2 separate regions of the Zea mays genome follow, and region 1 is linked to region 2. The links are chromatin contacts, called in public Hi-C maps. All regions are on one chromosome and are shown on one strand. The core of a region is the stretch at or near the end of the contact, and the rest is flanking DNA. Distances in the headings are between cores, read along the strand shown.

Evidence for each region. A called contact is a pair of places that touch in the nucleus more often than the background predicts.
Region 1: a Hi-C map of leaf shows a contact between it and region 2, with 4 times the contacts expected there. The contact joins the promoter of LOC100502326 here to the promoter of LOC100193567 in region 2. A contact is called at or near these places in 2 of 25 Hi-C or Micro-C datasets (ear and leaf).

The regions. Positions count from the first base shown.
Region 1 is chr9:146,557,650-146,562,154 of Zm-B73-REFERENCE-NAM-5.0, reverse strand. LOC100502326 (enolase) reads right to left here and starts at 2,798. Exons shown (of 11, transcript NM_001363265.1): 1 at 2,273-2,798; 2 at 1,857-1,934; 3 at 1,641-1,757; 4 at 1,390-1,470; 5 at 920-996; 6 at 701-804. The coding sequence starts at 2,707.
Region 2 is chr9:146,339,084-146,343,899 of Zm-B73-REFERENCE-NAM-5.0, reverse strand. It overlaps LOC100193567, which reads left to right and starts at 3,552. Exons shown (of 7, transcript NM_001349705.1): 1 at 3,552-4,013; 2 at 4,414-4,590; 3 at 4,672-4,816. The coding sequence starts at 3,789.

The DNA of each region.
Region 1 (4,505 bases), core at 1,549-4,048, 220 kb before region 2:
TATATATTGTTTATATACAATTTGTCTAACTATATCTCTTAATCAATATATCTAATTAAAAACAGATTTCACATTTGGGTTCCTGATATTTTTATAAATAAAACAAATTTACAATTCCATTATTAATTTTTTATTTCAATTATTATAACCCTTAATTATTTTTAATCCTATTTTAGTTTCTATTTGAAGGGCGGGCCTGGTGCAGCGGTATAGCCTACCACCTGTAACGGGAAGGCCCCGGGTTCAAGCCCCAGCCTCTGCATATTATGCAGGTAAGGCTTGGCGGTTAAAGATACCCTTCCCCAGACCCCGCACAGTGCGGAAAGCCTATGGCACTGGGTACACCCCTATTTTAGTTTCTATTTGTCGCATCTGTTTATTAATGTAACTTGGATAAGCAACAAAAGCAGAGTCCAAGCTATTTTCAAATTTGTACTACAGGAAAACTATTTTTTCAAAGCAGCTGCGGAAAAGTTGAACCACTTTGGTTCAGCTTCTGCTTTTCAAACAAACCCTGAAACATAAGTGTTTCAATGTTGTATAGTAAGCAAGGAATTCTTCCATCAAACACAACCAGAGCAGCAGAATGATTACAACCTATCACCAAATTTTATAGTCCATTTGATATTTTTATTCAGAGAGTTAAGTTTTGAACATTTACATAGTCCATGCATAGGCAATGCACTTCTTTTCTAGTTACCTGTACAAAAATCAGTGGCAGCAACATCAATTGCCAATTTTATTCTTCCATTATATCCAGCCCTCTCTATTGCCGCAATGACAAGATCCAGGCCTTCAGATATGCTGAACATCAATAAAACAACATAGATATGACATAATGAAATTCATATGTAGGTCCCTAATAGGGAAAACAATAAATGCTTGATATCAGAAAATAGTAAATTATTTTCTTACTTGCCTGGAAATATTTGGAGCAAACCCACCATGATCTCCAATGTTGCAGCTGTCTGAGCCATATTTCTCCAAAATAACATCCTATAAAAGTAACTAGTAAGTAAATATCTACAAAAGTGAGCAAACCTTTCTGGCGATCTGAAGGCAAAATTTGTAAGAGCTAAGATGTTCATAATGTCAGTACTTTGCCTCAACGAATATGACCAATATGAGCTACAAATCAGGCTGTGATAGCCCCTAACACATGCAGAATATTACCCGACTAATTTGAATATTACTTTCTATTACTCCATGGTGAAATTTAGCTAAAGTAAATGCTATTAACCTAGACACTAGCGTACACCTAGACACATGATTATTTCCAACAGTTTGATGAACATATTGAACCCAAGTATAACTGTATAAGTGGACAACAACACTTATGTGGCTAACATATAGATGCATCCAACACAGAATGTTAGACATGAAGGCTACCTTGAGATGATGATAGGTCTCAGAACCCATCTGCATTGCTTCTTCAAAGTTCTTAGCACCAATAGGAAGGATCATAATTTCCTACAAATAAGAAAGGTTTATAATTACTCCAGAACATGAAAAATTATCTATCTTAATATATTTCTGTTTAGGAAAAAGATGACTCGAGTGGACAAAATATGAGAATAATGCCTTCAACTTCCAAGATTCTAAAGGTCAACTTCCAAGATTCTAAAGGTTTGGAGGTATACTTGAATGGGAAGACCATTTCCAGCATGCTTTCCACCATTAATGACTGTAATTGCAGGTACAGGAAGAGTTGTAGCGCTTTTGCCAACAAGATTCGCTATATGCTTGTAGAGTGGAACCTGCACGGCAACAAGCATCCAATGATCCAACAGTAAGAATTTTGTGTGGTGACACGACACATTTATCAAATTATGATGATTTTAGCAGAAAAATAGCACCTCTTTTTCAGCAGCACCAGCTTTGCAAGCTGCAATTGACACTGCCAGCATAGCATTTGCTCCAACTCCAAGCTCAGCCTGCATTTCATACAATATCACAGCTATTTCCATTTGGACAAAAAAATCTATTTGCTAGAAATAAGGGAACAAAATCCAGTGCAAAAAAATTGTGGCAGCAGTGGTAAGTGGAAACACAACTAGACAGTACAAAGAATAGCATTATTTCTGAACGGTCAAATATGACCAAAATAATTAGTGCCACATACTGCCACTAAATTGGCTGTACCAATGTAAAGTATTGCTTGAGCATATGGCGCCATCAGTTGTTTGTGTACACTGTATAGCATGGGTTTGGCAATGCAGAATTCAGAGAAAAACACGCAGATGGGGGAAAGGGACAAGATCTCCGAGTGCACCTTGTGGCGCGCCTTGTTCAAGTCCATGATAGCCTGGTCGATCTGCGACTGCTCCTGCGGATCCATCCCAACGAGCGCCTCCGATACCTTGTCATTGATCATCCGCACCGAGTCGGCGACCACCTTGGCGAGTATCTTCCGCCTCTCGGCGGCCCCGGCCGCGTCGGCGGCGGCGCCCTCGAGCGCGCCCGAGCCGGCCGCGGATGCTCGGTGTATGGCCTTGTTGGTGTGCAACTCAACCTCGACAGCCGGCGCGCCGTGCCCGTCAAGGATCTGGCGCGCCCGAACCCTCGTGATCACGGCGGGCGCCGCCCGCCGCATGTGGCCCGCGATGAAGAGCACCGGGTCGGGGGCCTTGGCGCGGACCGCCGCGTTCACGGCCTCCTCGATCTTGCGCGAGAGCAGGTGCTTCTCCAGGTACTCCTGCACCGACATGGCTGCACGGCGGTGGAAATTTTCCTCTCCTCACGACCTCACCTCCACGGTTCCCCACGACTCCGCCGTATCGAGGTGCTTGCGGTGAGACCTGAACTAGGAAGACGAGACACAGGGAAAGGTCAGTGTGCACGCGTTGGTCCTGTTTGATGTTGGGCTGAATTCTCAATTTCCGGCACAAAGCCCAGGACTTCGTTCAATCTGAAAGAGAGACCGCCAGCGAAAGGGCGTAGGAGAGCCTCGGCAGCAGGTTTAAATTCGACTTTCTGTACAAGCGAATATCTATACGTATCTAATTGATTGTGTATTTAGGCATGTATAGTAAAGAGAAATGATTCTAAAAACACAATAGATAAATAAGAGACTTTATTTTACGATGGAGTGTCTATAAATATAGTATATTAATAAATACAGAAGTAAATGTGTATATACAACATCGGATCAATATAACAGACGGTAAATTTATACAATGGAAAGTGAGTAGACTATTGCTACTTGAGTCGTCTCTTTTGCAAATGGTCCCTTTAAACACCTCGAGAGTCTCTACATTAAACACCACTGTATATATCCTTATAATTATTATACAACTGCTATAGATAAAGACTATAGACGAAATAAATTACAGTTTATAAATAAACACTAAATCAACTATAGAAATTTCTATATTTCACATTCGTTTTACAGGTCTCACTGGGTTTGACGCCTAATTCATATGACGTATAACATTTGACACCAAGATTGTGAATTTCTCCGGTTTATGAGATTTTCACCTCTTTCCCATTTTTTTCTAAAAAAATTGCTTCCCATGGAAACTGACCAAAATGCTTCTCTCTTCGTTCTCTAAAATCGAGAATTGTCCATGTCGTTCTTTTCTTCGCTCAGGGGGAAGAGAACGAGCCACGAGGTGTCAGATGTTGGGAATTCTCACCAGTGCAACACGGGATCATCTGAAATTTGCAGAAAGGCATGTGCTCAATTTTGATCTAAACTTAAGCACCTAAGCCTAATGGTTTGTTTGTAACAGCTCCAGTGACTGGTTTAAAAAAACAGTAGCACTTTATTTAAAAAAAATGTTAAATAATTATGGTCCACAAATCCAGATTCACCAAATTGGTAAATCTAGAGACCAAATTCATCATTTTGGTCAACCTCCACAAGAGATGCTCCAACAACTTAAGTTTAATGTAGTTAGTGAAATTTATTCGTTGTGTTATGGGTTCGTCATGGCTTGTCATGGCCAATTGGCCATGGTCGCCCGCACACTTAGGGTTGGGCAAAAAAAAAACTGAAACCTAAAAACCAAGCGGAACAAATATAAAATTTCGTTTTTTGATCGATTTTTCTGTGCTATTCGATTAATCGGTTTAGGTTTGGTTTTCAATCCGTGGAAATCGATAGCTAATTCGTGGAAACATTGTGCAGAGCTATCGGTGATGAGACGCTGTCAACTTGCCCTTTGTATCCGGGCAGCACGCTTCCTGCCAAATTCATGCTAACAGCGAGGCTGGTTCCGCTGCCGGTGGTTATGGTACGAGACACTGTAGATGTAGAAGCAGGTTATGATTTCGAGGCTTTCTTCAGAGAATCTGTGTAGGTAGGTGTGTTACTGTTAGCCGTCTGGAACTGACCTTGTTCTTCTTCTATACGGAGCTCGGAGTAACTTCTTGTACAGGTAGATCTAACGAGGGTTTGCTCTAGACACATATTGAATGGTGTCGTTGTTGTCCGGAACAGAAACAGGATAGGCAGAGGACGCAATTGAAGCGACCTGTACATCTGTCTGACTGGGCAAAAAGAA
Region 2 (4,816 bases), core at 2,303-4,802:
CCGCTCTGATACCAATTGAGAGCACCTAGAGGGGGGGTGAATAGGTGATCCTGTGAAACTTAAACTTATCGCCACAAAAACTTGTTAAGTGTTAGCACAATAATCGCCAAGTGGCTAGAGAGGAGTCTCAACAAAACACAATTCCACAAGAAATCAAACACAAAGATGACACATTGGTTTATCCCGTGGTTCGGCCAAGACCAACGCTTGCCTACTCCACGTTGTGGCGTCCCAACGGACGAGGGTTGCAATCAACCCCTCTCAAGCGGTCCAAAGACCCACTTGAATACCACGGTGTTTTGCTTGCTTTTTCTCAATCCCGTTTGCGAGGAATCTCCACAACTTGGAGCCTCTCGCCCTTACAATTGAAGTTCACAAAGAACACAGAGCAAAGGGGGAATGAGCAACGCACACAAGACTTCAAAAGATCAGAGCAGCAACACGCACACAAGTCGCAACAAGAGCTCGTAACACAACTCAAAGAGTTCGCAACTCAACAAGAGCTCTAGATGCTATCACGATGAAACGAATGCGTGAGATCGATGTCTTGGTGCTTAGGAATGTTGTAGGAATTCTTGGTGTACTCCTCCATGCGCCTAGGGGTCCCTTTTATAGCCCCAAGGCAGCTAGGAGCCGTTGAGAACAAATCCAGAAGGCCATCCTTGCCTTCTGTCGTCGGACGCACCGGACAGTCCGGTGCACACCGGACACTGTCCGGTGCCCGATTCCCTTCCTTAAATAGCGAAGCCGACCGTTGCAGATGCGGGAGCCGTTGGCGCACCGGACATGTCCGGTGCACACCGGACAGTCCGGTGCCCCCTTCCGACCGTTGGCTCGGCCACGTGTCCCGCGTAGATCGCGCGGCCGACCGTTGGCTCACCGGACAGTCCGGTGCACACCGGACAGTCCGGTGAATTTTAGCCGTACGTCGCCAGTCAATTTCCGAGAGCGGCCAGTTCGCCCGAGGCAGCCTGGCGCACCGGACACTGTCCGGTGCACCACCGGACAGTCCGGTACCCCAGACCGAAACAGCCTTTTGGCTGTACACAGCCAACTCTCCTCTTTTCTTCTTCTTCCTGTTTCTGATACTTAGACAAGTATATTAGTACACAAAACCAATGTACTAAGACTTAGAAACATACCTTTGCTCTAGATTTGCATTTTGTTCATCCATGGGCATTGATTCACATTTAAGCACTTGTGTTGACACTCAATCACCAAAATACTTAGAAATGGCCCAAGGGCACATTTCCCTTTCAGTGACGAGGATGATGGTTATGACTATGGTAATGGTAAGTGGTATTCTTTCCGTTTGGAAAGGGTACTTTGGGTTAATAACTTGGGTTAATGCTAAAACCTGGCTTTCTACTAGTAATAATAACCTGACCAACTAAAAGCAACTGCTTGACTTAACTCCACATAAAGCTAGTCCACTATAGCCAAACGAGACAATTGATGAGTATGTTGATGTGTACTCACCCTTGCTTTACACACCAAACCCTCAGGTTGTCCACGTTGCAACCACTGCTCAGGAGAAGATGAAGTCGTGGAGGAAGACTTCCAGGAGTTCCAAGAGTACGACGAGTTTTAGGCGTGGGTTAGCGGCAACCCCTAGTCGGCTGCCTGTGAAGGCCGCGTGTATCTACGTTTCATTTTCACACTTTGATTACTGTTAAAGACTATGTGGATGTATCAGACATCATGATGTAATCGACTATTATTACCCTTTTATGTTATTATTTGAGCACTGTGTGATGATGTCCAGTTATGTAATTGCTGTGTACGTGAATTGCTGATCCTGACACGTACATGATTCGCATTCGGGTTGCCTTCCAAAACCGGGTGTGATAGCTTTGAATGAGGTGGTTGGGGGGTATTTATAGCACCCAACCACTTCCATAGCCGTTGGCTGAGTCTGCTGGCGATGGGCACACCGGACAGTCCGGTGGAGCACCGGACAATCACTATTCATTGTCCGGTGCGTGCCACGTCAACACGCCCGTTGGGGTTTGGAGCTGGTCGACCATTGGAGCTGTTGTCCTGTAGCTGCACCGGACAGTCTGGTGCCGCACCGGACATGTCCGGTACCCTCTGACTTCTGCGTTCTGACTCTGACACGCACTGTTCATCATTGTTCACGTGCACTGTTCATTTTGCAGTCGACCATTGACGCCAGTTAGCCGTTGCTCCGCTGGCTCACCGTACAGTTCGGTGCACACCGGACAGTCCGGTGCATACCGGATCCGGTGAATTATAGCGGAGCAAGCCCATTGAATTCCCGAGAGTGGCCTGTTCGTTGAATGCCTAGCCTGGGGCACCGGACAGTGTCCGGTGCGTTATTTTTCAGCACACTCTCAAGTCTTGCTCCAAATTAATTTGAGTCCCCAACTTGAATTCTTTCTTGGTTTGTGTTGAACATTATGCACCTGAGATAAATGATATCTAGGCAAACTAGTTACTCCACGTGGTTTGTGATGGACGTCAACCACCAAAATTGATTATTGGAAATGATTAAGCCCATTTTCCTTTCAATATCCCCTTTTTGGTGATTGATGTCAACACAAACCAAAGCAAATATAAAGTGCAGAAATGTGACTAGTTTGCAATTATGATAAATGTGCATATGTTACTTAGAATTGAACCAATTGAAAGACTTTATGCATGTGTCTAAAATGAATGGATTGCTTCTCTTATTTAACATTTTGGAGCACATTTGCACCACTATTTTGTTTTTGCAAATCTTTTGGAAAAATCTTTTTTCAAAATCTTTGCAAGTAGTCAAAGTTATAAGAATATGATTGTAAGAAGCATTTTCAAGATTTGAAATTCCTATTCTATTTTAAAATGCTTTTCTTTTGACTAAATAAAAGCTCACTTGAAGAAATTCTCCTATTAGCTTTTAAGATGGTTTTTTAAATAGATGCCAAATAAACTTATACCAATTGAAATCTCTATCCTTGTTTGAAACTTTGAAGCCAAATAAGATACTAATTGAAAATTTATGTAGAGGCTAACTAAAATACCAATTGAAAAATACTTTCTTTTGAAAAATCTTGATACCTATTTGACATTGTTTTCGCAACGAGCGCGTATCCCACGAGCACATGTCTTCCTCGTCCACGCTTGTAGTCCGCAGAACTCAGCTAGTTAATTACCTAAAAAAATAAGAAGAATTAGTTTAGGAATCTATTTTTTCAAAAGATTTTCAATTTCTCAAGAAAAAATAAACCAAATTTCTTTGTAAAAATAGAAATCTCTCAAGAAAATGAAGTTTTCAAACTAGACCTAAATAGAGGATTTTTGACACTCAGTTCACTACAATCCCATGATCGGGATTGGCCAAGTTTCACGCTGGCGTGCTAAATTAATATGCAATTCACTGAAATAATAGAATTATAGAAAGAAAAAAAAAATCCGTTTTCAACAGTAAATTTGTAGTTGGCATGATAAAACTAATAAATGGAGAGAAATAAAAGGGGTGGCCTCAAGTAGTTGAACAATCCCGCCTATTTTAGCGGATGGTTTTTTACGCAATCCATGCCCGTGTCTTTATTCGCGGCCGCCGACCTCCGGAGCATGAGAAAAATAGAAAATCCCTTCAAACCCTAAGCCCCTCTCTGCTCACCTCTGCACTCCGAATCTGCTCCCAAGTCTGCTAGGGTTTAACGCCCGCGTCCTCCTCACGCATTCGGTCTGGTCGCTGATCTTCGCTTGTTCGATTCCGCTCGGCTCTAGGACCCAGGCTCTCGAGGCGGCTGGAGTGGCGGCGCGACGAGAGGGTGAAGCGGATGCAGACGGAGGCGAGGGTGGGGATGGCCGCCGCCACGATGGACGGCACCGGCGCCGCGGCGTCCGCCGCCCGGAGGTACACGACGCAGCAGCAGCAGCAGCAGCAGCTGCAGCACCACCAGCCGCAGCTCGGGACCGTGCCCCATCTCCTCGCCGGCGGCGTCGCTGGCGCAGTCAGCAAGACCTGCACCGCCCCGCTCGCACGCCTCACCATCCTCTTTCAGGTGCGTCTGTATCATAGGGAGGGCGGTCTTGCTTCTGCAGTTCTGCTCGCCAGGTTACTCAAATGCTCAGAGTGCGACTCGTGTAAATAGCAGATTAGGCTATTATTTCCTCGGGTGTTTATAACTAAGCCACGGAGTACGTCACATCTTTTCTTTTCTTTTTGGAATGAATTGGCTGCAATCTTACTAGGATTTGTGGAGAAAATAGTAACCATAATGCATTATCTCATTTTACTTTGGCAGCAGACAACTTGTTTGGCTATTTAAAGGAATGCTGATCACATAGTTGCTTTTCTGATTTTTCTGGAGAAATCCTTGATAGTGTGGCTTAGTTTTGTTGTTCTACTCTTTCGCAATATGATTGTGTGGCTTTAGTGAAATTTATGAATCGTACTTGCAGGTACAAGGAATGCACTCAGATGTGGCTACAATGCGCAATACTAGCATATGGCGTGAAGCATCCCGCATTGTCTATGAAGAAGGTTTTCGAGCTTTCTGGAAAGGGAACCTTGTTACCATTGCTCACCGGTTGCCTTACTCTTCAATTAGTTTCTATGCCTATGAGAGATACAAGAATGTAAGCGCAGGTTTTTTTATCATCTCTACCACTGTAATGGTATGGGAGTAATTTAGTTTTATTATTATTTCGGATGTGCAGTTGCTTCAGATGCTACCGGGTCTTGAGAAGAATGGTGGATTTGGTGCAGATGTTGGTGTTAGATTGCTAGGTGGTGGTTTATCAGGAATCACTGCAGCTTCTGCGACGTATCCACTGGACTTGGTGCGGACACGTCTTGCTGCCC